Regions from separate parts of the Mus musculus genome. Here regions 2 and 3 are each linked to region 1. Evidence: chromatin contacts called from public Hi-C and promoter capture Hi-C data. All regions are on one chromosome and are shown on one strand. Each heading gives the region's core, a stretch centred on a gene start, on an enhancer-like site or on the middle of the called end of the contact. The rest is flanking DNA. Distances are from core to core; before and after follow the strand shown. Region 1 has its middle 19 kb from the start of Acsm4. Region 2 holds the start of Eri2 (exoribonuclease 2). Region 3 has its middle 4.6 kb from the start of Ppp1ccb.

The links. Promoter capture Hi-C pulls out the DNA fragments that hold promoters and counts their contacts. Hi-C and Micro-C count contacts between places; a contact is called where the count stands out from the background.
Region 2: a promoter capture Hi-C map of liver shows a contact between it and region 1, with 2.0 times the contacts expected there. The contact joins the promoter of Eri2 here to the enhancer-like site in region 1. A contact is called at or near these places in 8 of 39 promoter capture datasets (the 3T3-L1 cell line, 3T3-L1-derived adipocytes, hippocampal neurons and 3 more), 32 of 484 Hi-C or Micro-C datasets (3T3-L1-derived adipocytes, the AML12 cell line, Sertoli cells and 13 more), 1 of 115 datasets of contacts at active chromatin or transcription factors (trophoblast stem cells) and 3 of 9 other capture datasets (adipose tissue, embryonic stem cells and liver).
Region 3: a Hi-C map of liver shows a contact between it and region 1, with 1.9 times the contacts expected there. The contact joins two enhancer-like sites. A contact is called at or near these places in 2 of 484 Hi-C or Micro-C datasets (the G1E-ER4 cell line and liver), 1 of 115 datasets of contacts at active chromatin or transcription factors (neural progenitor cells) and 1 of 9 other capture datasets (pancreatic islet).

Annotation. Positions count from the first base shown.
Region 1 is chr7:119,669,104-119,672,028 of GRCm38.p6, reverse strand. No RefSeq gene overlaps it. Among named protein-coding and RNA genes, the nearest start is that of Acsm4, 19 kb to the left of the region's middle. Within about 2 kb of position 1,403, at least 3 of the 459 cell types and tissues checked have an H3K27ac peak or open chromatin away from gene starts, as enhancers often do. A contact at or near this core is called in liver, where this site is marked.
Region 2 is chr7:119,792,545-119,795,469 of GRCm38.p6, reverse strand. Eri2 (exoribonuclease 2) reads left to right here and starts at 1,412. Exons shown (of 9, transcript NM_027698.5): 1 at 1,412-1,552. The coding sequence starts at 1,530. It overlaps Rexo5 (RNA exonuclease 5), which reads right to left and starts at 1,348. Exons shown (of 20, transcript NM_001370778.1): 1 at 1,259-1,348; 2 at 968-1,094. The coding sequence starts at 1,090.
Region 3 is chr7:119,743,062-119,745,986 of GRCm38.p6, reverse strand. It overlaps the pseudogene Gm19963. Among named protein-coding and RNA genes, the nearest start is that of Ppp1ccb, 4.6 kb to the right of the region's middle. Within about 2 kb of position 1,491, at least 24 of the 459 cell types and tissues checked have an H3K27ac peak or open chromatin away from gene starts, as enhancers often do. A contact at or near this core is called in liver, where this site is marked.

The DNA.
Region 1 (2,925 bases), core at 154-2,653:
GAACCCCAGCGCAACTGCTTTCTTAGAAGCGTGCTTTGTGACCTCATTCCTCTGAAGCACACTGACATTTGCTTGATGCCCAAAGCAAATGGGATTCATATCTTATTTTAAACATTTTGCAAAATTGCAAAGAAACTTTATTCAAAAGCAATAGTCCAGATCGAAAGTGTGCTATGGAGCATGACCGTGGGCCACGTGAGTGAGTGTGCACTATGTGTGCTTAAGTATTTGGTGTCTCCTACAGTTGTTATACAGATAGGAACATAAGAGGTAGATATCACACAGTTTGCTGATGTCCTACACTTCAGCTGAATCTACACTTCACTGACGTTTTATCTGGGTTGAGCATCCATCACTGGGATCCTTGTGAATCCACATGTTTGTGTATCAGATTCGTCCATCAGTTCAGCCATTGTGTGCTCTGTTTCCCTCACAGTAAGATGGACTCATTCCTGTGGTGCCTGGGTACCCAATGTTATTCACCAATGGCGAGGACCAGAACCAGTGAAGACATAAGACAAAGCATCCCAGTTGCTAAGGCAACAAGAGCAGGTAGAAACAGCAGGAGGAAAAGAGAGTGCTTATTTTCTGCCAGGTCCCTTTGACTTGATGCTTGCACCTTCTGCGTCACTGACCATCTCATCCCTGACTCGCACCAGATGTGGCCCCGACCACTCTGGATTTGGTTTGACACTGAGACTCTTTCTAACTCCCCACTCTTTACCCGAGCCCAGCTGATATATCATTGTCTCTCTTCGTGTCCCTCCCTAACCGCAACCCTATTCCTATTTCTAGTCCCATTCTGGTCTTCAGCCACAAAACTCTCCCAGTCAAGCCCCAGTTTTGCTTCCTTCTGATGCTTTCGATTATCTTGAGATAGCCCAGGAGAGGGCGCTGCAGAGGAAGCTGGTACTCTAGCTCCTGCTGCAGAGGCTTATCCACTATTTAGCTGTCAATATGAATAAACACTGGATACAACACATGACTGCTTCCCTTTGGTTCAGTTGTCCCACACCAGAGTTTCGCACAATAGAAGTTTTCAGGGGATCTTTGATGGGCACTGAGTTCTCTATACAGATGAGAACTTAGAAAAACATGTTTTCCTGCTAGGGCTCTGGTACTTTTTTTCATATCAATATCTCCTTGGTTGATATACCTAGGGTGACAGAGTTCAAACACGAAAATGCTAACTTTTGGAGCACCAGAAAAAGATGACATTGTGATTATATTAAACAAATGAATCATACCCAATAGTGGAGAAGAGTGTGCAGTAAATGATTATATTTCAGGGAAAATTAGAAATACATACATTGTTCTTATTTAAAAGAAGTCTCAGGGAGTATGCTCGTGTTGGAAGCCCTGTGTGACACTGCCTGTCCCTGCGACTGCTACAAGTTTTATTGTATCTGACATGCCACTGTTTACTATGTTCGCGCTGGTGAAAGGTCGGTGGCCCTGGAATCTGTGAATGATTCTTGATGTAAATTCTGGTCTGTTGAATGTGGCCATTTCATTCTGAGCTTTCCAGGTTGCTGGCTTAGGCTATTGTAAATCATCTCTTCCATGCTATGAGTGCTGCCCCTAGGGACTCTGCATCTGTCTCTTTGACAGGAACCTAGAGAAGCTCCTCAAATGGAACAAAGTGGAAGTTTCTGTAGGGGCTATATCAAGAGTGACTTGATCAGAAAGTGAGTTTTTGTCTTGTGTCTTGTAGAATCTGTCCTGTGCAGTGTTGATGTACCCAGAGTGGAAAAGGCTTTAGCAATGTTGGAATACGCAGAGGATCATTTCTTTTTTTTTTTCCACTTTACTTTTACTGATCAACCTTCTTTTTTTTTTTTTTTAAATATTCTAATGTTTTTTCTTTTTTTATTAGATATTTTCTTCATTTACATTTCAAATGCTATCCTGAAAGTCCCCTATATTATCCTCCCACCCTGCTCCCCAACACATCCACTCCCACTTCCTGGCTCTGGCATTCCCCTGTACTGGGGCATATGATCTTCACAAGACCAAGGGCCTCTCCTCTCCTCCCATTGATGGTCGACTAGGCCATCCTCTGCTACATATGCAACTAGAGACACAGTTCTGTGGGGTACTGGTTAGTTCATATCGTTGATCCTCCTATAGGGTTGCTGACCCCTTTAGCTCCTTGAGTACTTTCTCTAGCTCCTTCATTGGGGGCCCTGTAATCCGTCCAATAGATGACTGTGAGCATCCACTTCTGTATTTGCCAGGCACTGGCATAGCCTCACAAGAGATAGCTATATCAGGGTCCTGTCAGCAAAATCTTGCTGGCATATGCAATAGTGTCTGGGTTTGGTGGTTGTATATGGGATGGATCCCCGGGTGGGGGAGTCTCTGGATGGTCCTTCCTTCTGTCTCAGCTCTGAACTTCGTCTCTGTAAGTCCTTTCATGGCTATTTTGTTCCCCATTCTAAGAAGGAACAAAGTATCCACACATTGGTCTTCCTTCTTCTTGAGTTTCCTGTGTTTTGTATCTTGGGCAGTCTAGATTTCTGGGCTAATAGCCACTTATCAGTGAGTGCATATCATGTGTGTTCTTTTGTGATTGGGTTACCTCACTCAAAATGATATCCTTCAGATCCATCCATTTGCCTAAGAATTTTATAAATTTATTGTTTTAATTGCTGAGTACTACTCCATTGTGTAAATGTACCATATTTTCTGTATCCATTCCTCTGTTGAGGGACATCTGGTTTTTTTCTAGCTTCTGGCTATTATAAATAAGGCTGCTATGAACATAGTGGAGTATGTGCCCTTATTACAAGTTGGAACATCTTCTGGGTATATGCCCAGGAGAGGTATTGCTGGATTTTCCGGTAGTACTATGTCCAATTTTCTGAGGAACCACCAGACTGATTTCCAGAGTGGTTGTACAAGCTTGCAATCCCACCGGCAGTG
Region 2 (2,925 bases), core at 163-2,662, 120 kb before region 1:
GAGATAAACCCATCCCTAGACAAGATGATTTTGGTTATGAGGTCATGGTGTTTTATCACAGCAATAGAGACCCTAACTTATACAATGGCCTTGAGCTAAGGTTAGGTATTTACTATTAACCACTTTTTTGAGTTTCTGTTCTAGGGACTGAATTCTGGGCACATGCAAGGCAAGTCCTCTATTACTGAGCCACACTGCTGACTCTTAGCCACACAGTTTTGAGAAATTTCTTTGTACTACATCATTTCTTAGAACTTTTAAGTGGGGATCACCATACTCCCATTTTACAACAAAGAAATGAAGAAAGAGGTTTAAAAGCCACAGCGGGAATGCAGCCTCCGAAGATCAAGCTTTTTAATCTCTGGACTACCGTTTCCAACCCAGGGGACTTTACAAACATCCATCTGCTTTCTAACCATCCCCACCCTAATCTATATTTTTCCCTATCAGTCAGTTATATAACCACAACTTTAACATGAGAAAATGGTTCAGGCTAAGTGCATTTTTAAATATGTAATGAAAATTTTATATTTAAAATTCTCTTTTCGATGAAACATTTAAAAATACAAATACTAGGGCAAACATTCTTATTACTGGTATCATTCCTCCATCTAATCATTTCCCCAGGATAAATTCCCCATCAAAATGACCATTCATTTTTACTTCTTCATAAATATTGTATAAAAACAAGAGAATCCTGTTTAGGTGTGCATGGATATTCCTGAAATATTTTGTTATACGGATCTTAATAAATGTTTGTTAAATGAATATTCTGTGTACCAGACACTAAGTCAGTTTTAAACTATGGAGAGAGCCTGGACGAGGTGGTACAACCAAGGGAGCAGAGTTGAGTGAGGTCAGTGGGTGAGCCCTTACCCTTCGGCAGGGACCCTTCGGGTGCTGGCGAAAGTGACTCCCAGCCACAAGTGACTTCGGGCCAGCCTGCTGGGCTCTCTCCTCTGCTCACCTTGGCTTGTGGCTCGCGGTCCTGAATATGCGAAGGAGGTCCATCCCGCTCTGTAGCCGAGGCCGAGGAGTTCGGGGCCTCCTTCCTCTTCCTGGAGTTCGCCTCCTCCTTCTCTTGCTCCATCAGGCTGTAGGGGAAAGATCAGCTGGAGCTGAGGACCCCGCGGCGACCAGGAAACCGTGTCGCGGCCTCTCTCCAGCAAAGCGCTAGACAGGAGTGACGGTTGGTTTGTCTCTTGAAGCGGCTCAAACCAGTTTACCACTCTTGGCCCTCGCAAAAAAGGCCACAGACCTACGCCTCCTTTCCTCAATTTAAGCCGTCGCGAAGTTTAAAGCGCTCCCTGAGGCGCGTCGTGCGCAGAGCGAGGGGCTCCCGGTCCTCAAGCCTCTGTCCACGCCCCCGGGTCCCGAACCGCCCCCTATGCAACGCCCACAAACCGCTGGCGACGGCCGCCGCCGCTCTACAAGCGCCCGCTTCCCTTGCCGCGCCGGCGTTTAAACAGACCGGAAGTGGGGGCGTCCGACTTCCGGCCGTTGAACTCTGCGAAACCCAGGGTCCGGGGATGGCGACCAAGAGACTGGCGCGGTACGTTAGGGGGTTCCCCTTAGGGTGGGCGGTGTTCATCCGCAGTCGTTTGGTCTGGATCTGAAAAGGGCCCTGGTCTTCTCGGGCCCCACGTCGCCATTCGCGACAAGTTGGAGGAGCCCGAGAAACCCCGGGTCCTCCCTACCGTGGCATGCTCTATCAGGTCTGTTCATTCTAGACCCCTGGGACCTGGAACGTGACAGCTCTGCACACTGTTCTCAGGCAGGTGCCACTGCGCCCAAGTGACCTGCCTAGTCCAGTTTTATTGTCAGAATTACCACAGACTCTCTCAGGTTTTTTGGGGGGGGGTGGGGGGGAATATGCTGTGCACAGATTTTTGGATGCGTTGTACACATTTGTTGAGATTGTGGACACAGTATCAAACTTACCAGGCATAGTGGAATGGACCTACAATACCAGCATGGAAAGTTGGAGGCCAGCCTGGTCCTCATGGTGATGTTCAAGCAGGCGATGGCTAAATAGTGAGACTGTCTCAAAACAACAACAAAACCAGATTCAAAACAAAACCCCTATCTGATGTATTAATGAATAGCATAGGATTCAAGCGTGAAAAGTCCTGTCAAAGGTTAACATACTATGGCCATCTTTAGGCAAATCATTTACTTTTCTCTTGCATAAAATACAGGTTGCAGACATGTCTACCACCTAGAATTGTTTAAAAGAAGTCACCATCCTAATTAAATATTTGCTGAAGAAGTGACTAGTAAATGTTAGTTTTTCATTCCAAATCCCTACATTGGCCTCACGTCTTGTCTTTTTCAAATAGCCAAAATAACTATTCCAGGTGTCTGTCTACTTAAAGTTGTATTCGTCATCATTTGGGATCTTCCCTTCTTTGGACTGCAGTGTATTGCTGTTGGGAGGTTTGTTTGTTTTGTTTTTGTTTTTGTTTTTAATCATAGATTACCTTTCAGTAGTACTCTGGTAATCTTTCTCCCCTCCATTTTTAGAGTTTAAGCACAGGCATCATCCCCTTGGTACATAGCAAAGGCTTGAAAAATACATCTTTATAGTCAATTCCTCGGTACTACTATAAAACGTGAACAGGTAAGAGTAGTGTTTGTGAAGCCCGCTCAGGTAAAATGGACACTAAACTCAAGAGAGGATGGCCATTCGCACAAGGACCTAGGACTTTTAAAGTCTAGCCCTCCTTTCCTTCAGTCAGTATGCAGCTGTTGTTTGAGGCAGGGTCCTGCTGTGTGCTGTAAGCTGTCCCTCAGTTCAGTTTGGCCGTGGCCTGCTGACTGCTGAGCCTCCAGGTGTGGGGCCCTCACACCCAGCTCCACTTACCGTACATTAGAGATGATTTTGCCATCTGTTTGGGGCTATTACTTTAATATCATATTCTAACT
Region 3 (2,925 bases), core at 242-2,741, 74 kb before region 1:
GTGACAATGAGTACAGAAACTCTGTGAATTGTTTGAGAGATTTGAGACTTCCTTTAAATGGGGCTGGCTTACAGTTCAGAGGTTTACTCCATTATCATCATGGTGGGGAGCATGGCAGCATGCAGGCAGACATGGGGCTGGAAATGTTCTACATTCTTGATCCTCAGGCAGCAGGAAGAGAGAATGAACCACTAGGCCTGGCTTCTCAAAGCTCACCCCCATCCCCCAGTGACACACTTCCTCCAAAGGCCACACCTCTAATAGTGCCATTTTTTAAAAGGATTTATTTTTTTAAAAATGGCTTTAAAAATGCCGGGCAGTGGTAGCACACGCCTTTAATCCCAGCACTTGGGAGGCAGAGGCAGGCAAATTTCTGAGTTTGAGGCCAGCCTGGTCTACAAAGTGAGTTCCAGGACAGCCAGGGCTACACAGAGAAACCCTGTCTCAAAAACAAACAAACAAACAAACAGCTTTTAAAAAGATTTATTTATTATTATATGTAAGTACACTGTAGCTGTCTTTAGACACACCACAAGAGGGTGTCATGTCTCATTCAGATGGTTGTGAGCCACCATGTGGTTGCTGGGATTTGAACTCAGGACCTTTGGAAGAACAGTCAGTGCACTTACACTCTGAGCCATCTCACCAGCCGGAGGGCCACTCTTTATGAATCTATGGGGTCCATTTTCATTCACACCCCCACACTTTCTTTGAGCCATATATTCCATATATATGAAAGGGATAATATACAAAACTTACTGCAAACAGTTCCATGAGTCCTTACTAGGCCGACTATATAAACTATTCGGTGTAGAGCCCCATATCGAGTGAAATTGGTCCTTGGTATAGATGAGCTGGTTTCCAGGGGAGAGGACAAAGCACTAGCAGCTGCACAGAATTAGTCTCCCAGGATACAGTAGCATCGCCCGAGTGAGTTCCCCCTTCTCAGCTCTTCTCTGACAACCTTCAGTCATACCCGAGTTGAAGCTCTTCTGACTTTGTGGTTTAGGTTTCGTTGTTGTTATTTATTGTTGTTGTTGCTTTGAGACAGGGTCTTGCTCTGTAGTGCAGGTGGCCTGCACTTCTGTTTAAGGCTCCTAAACATCAGGCCTTAGGCATGAGCCATATGGCTTTATGGAGTCATAAAAACTATTTCTCCCTCTCTGTCTCTGTCTCTCCCTCTCCCCCTCCCCCTTTCCCTCTCTTCACTATCTAGACTAAAGAACTCTGCAGACCTGTCCCAGCTATAATATGCTGGGAGAAAAGAGATTATGATAATTTAGAAACACTATGGGCGGAGGGCACTAAGTGACAGGCTGACCACACCGCTGGGTCAGCAGATCCTTCTGGAGTCACCAAGGCCCGCAGGGAGAGGGGACGCTTCTTTCCTTCCAGGAGCCTCTCGGGACACGCTCGCTGGTGTCAGCCTCAGGTGGCCTCCACAAGCCTCTCCGGGGACCGCGGGCGCTGACCTGGAACTGCTGAGCAAGCGGCGCAGGACCGGGCGCCGCCCCGCGGCCGTGGCGGGAACACCCGAAATCGGGCGCAAGCCCCCGGGAACCCGAGGCCTCCGGGAGGCCTGGGACGCGGTGAGACAGGGGGGAGGACGACTTCAGGGGACGCAGGGGTTCGTTCGCGGAGGCTGCAGCTCACACCCCAGCTCGCAGCCGCCCGAGGAGAGCGCAGGAAGCGGCCCCATGCACTTGGGAGGCAGAGGCAGGCGGGACTCTGTGAGTTCGAAGCCAGCCTCGACTACAGAGCTAGTTCAAGGCTGCTGGGGCAACCCTCAAAATAAGATTTGCTGATACTGCTCAACTTAGTATGCTAAAGCTGATATGGCATAAGAGCATGGGGGAAAAAGTGCGCTTGCTTGAAGAATGGCAGAAGCAGTCTTGATTGAACTCTCAGAAAAACTGTCGTGAGACGTTACTGAAGACACTGGATAATATTCACTGCCACCATGCTCCCAAGGCCAAGTTCCTTTGTATAATATGTTGCAGTAATGCCACCAAGGAAAAGGATGGGGGAATATGGCCTCTGTGAATTGGAAACAGGAAATGGCTTTTCACGTCTTGTGGGAAAATCGAGACTGTTAGTAACCCCAGCCTGACTGCCTCTTTGTATACAATTAAACAAAAAAATTAATGAAGAAAATCTGAGCTGCATTAAAGTGATTGTCCCTGAGCACAGGAAACTGTTAATGAAGGCTTATGTTGACTAACTCTTCATGAAGGTGTATGAATTTGAGTTTGAAGATTTGCAGGTAGCTTGGGAGGATAGCCTTTTGAAACCATCCACTGGAATAACCGTGACCACAACTCATGAACTAGAAGACATCCAGAGTGAAATAGAAATGTGAGCCTGCCAGCGCTGAAAGGGGACCTAACTATTGTCACATCTCCTCTGATCCCAGACATCTTCCTACATGGAGTTACTACACGGAGAGGTGGCATATCTTACATAGCCACTCTCCGATCACTCAATCTTTTCAGTAGTTCCAAATGGAGAGATCCCAAAGTGGTCGTTCAAGAAAATGTTCGTAGGTCGGCAAATGCTGCAGGATTTAATGCAGAGAAATTTTACCGAATAAAGACTGATCATGCCAATGAAGTATGGGTTATGGGGAAGAAGGAGCCCGGATCTTATGATGGAATAATCAGATCAGAGGAGTCACAATCACAGCTCTTGGTGTGGACTGTATTCCTATAGTTTTTTCAGATCCTGTGAAAAAGGCATGTGGGGTTGCTCACTCTGGATGGGAAGGTACTTTGTTGGGTGTGGCTATGGCTACTGTGAATGCTATGATAGCAGAATATGGCTGTGATGGGAAGACATTATTGCTGTTCTGGGACCTTCCGTGGATCTTGCTGCTTCACTCTTCCCAAGGATTCCGCATCCCATTTCACAGTCTTCATCCTTCATGTG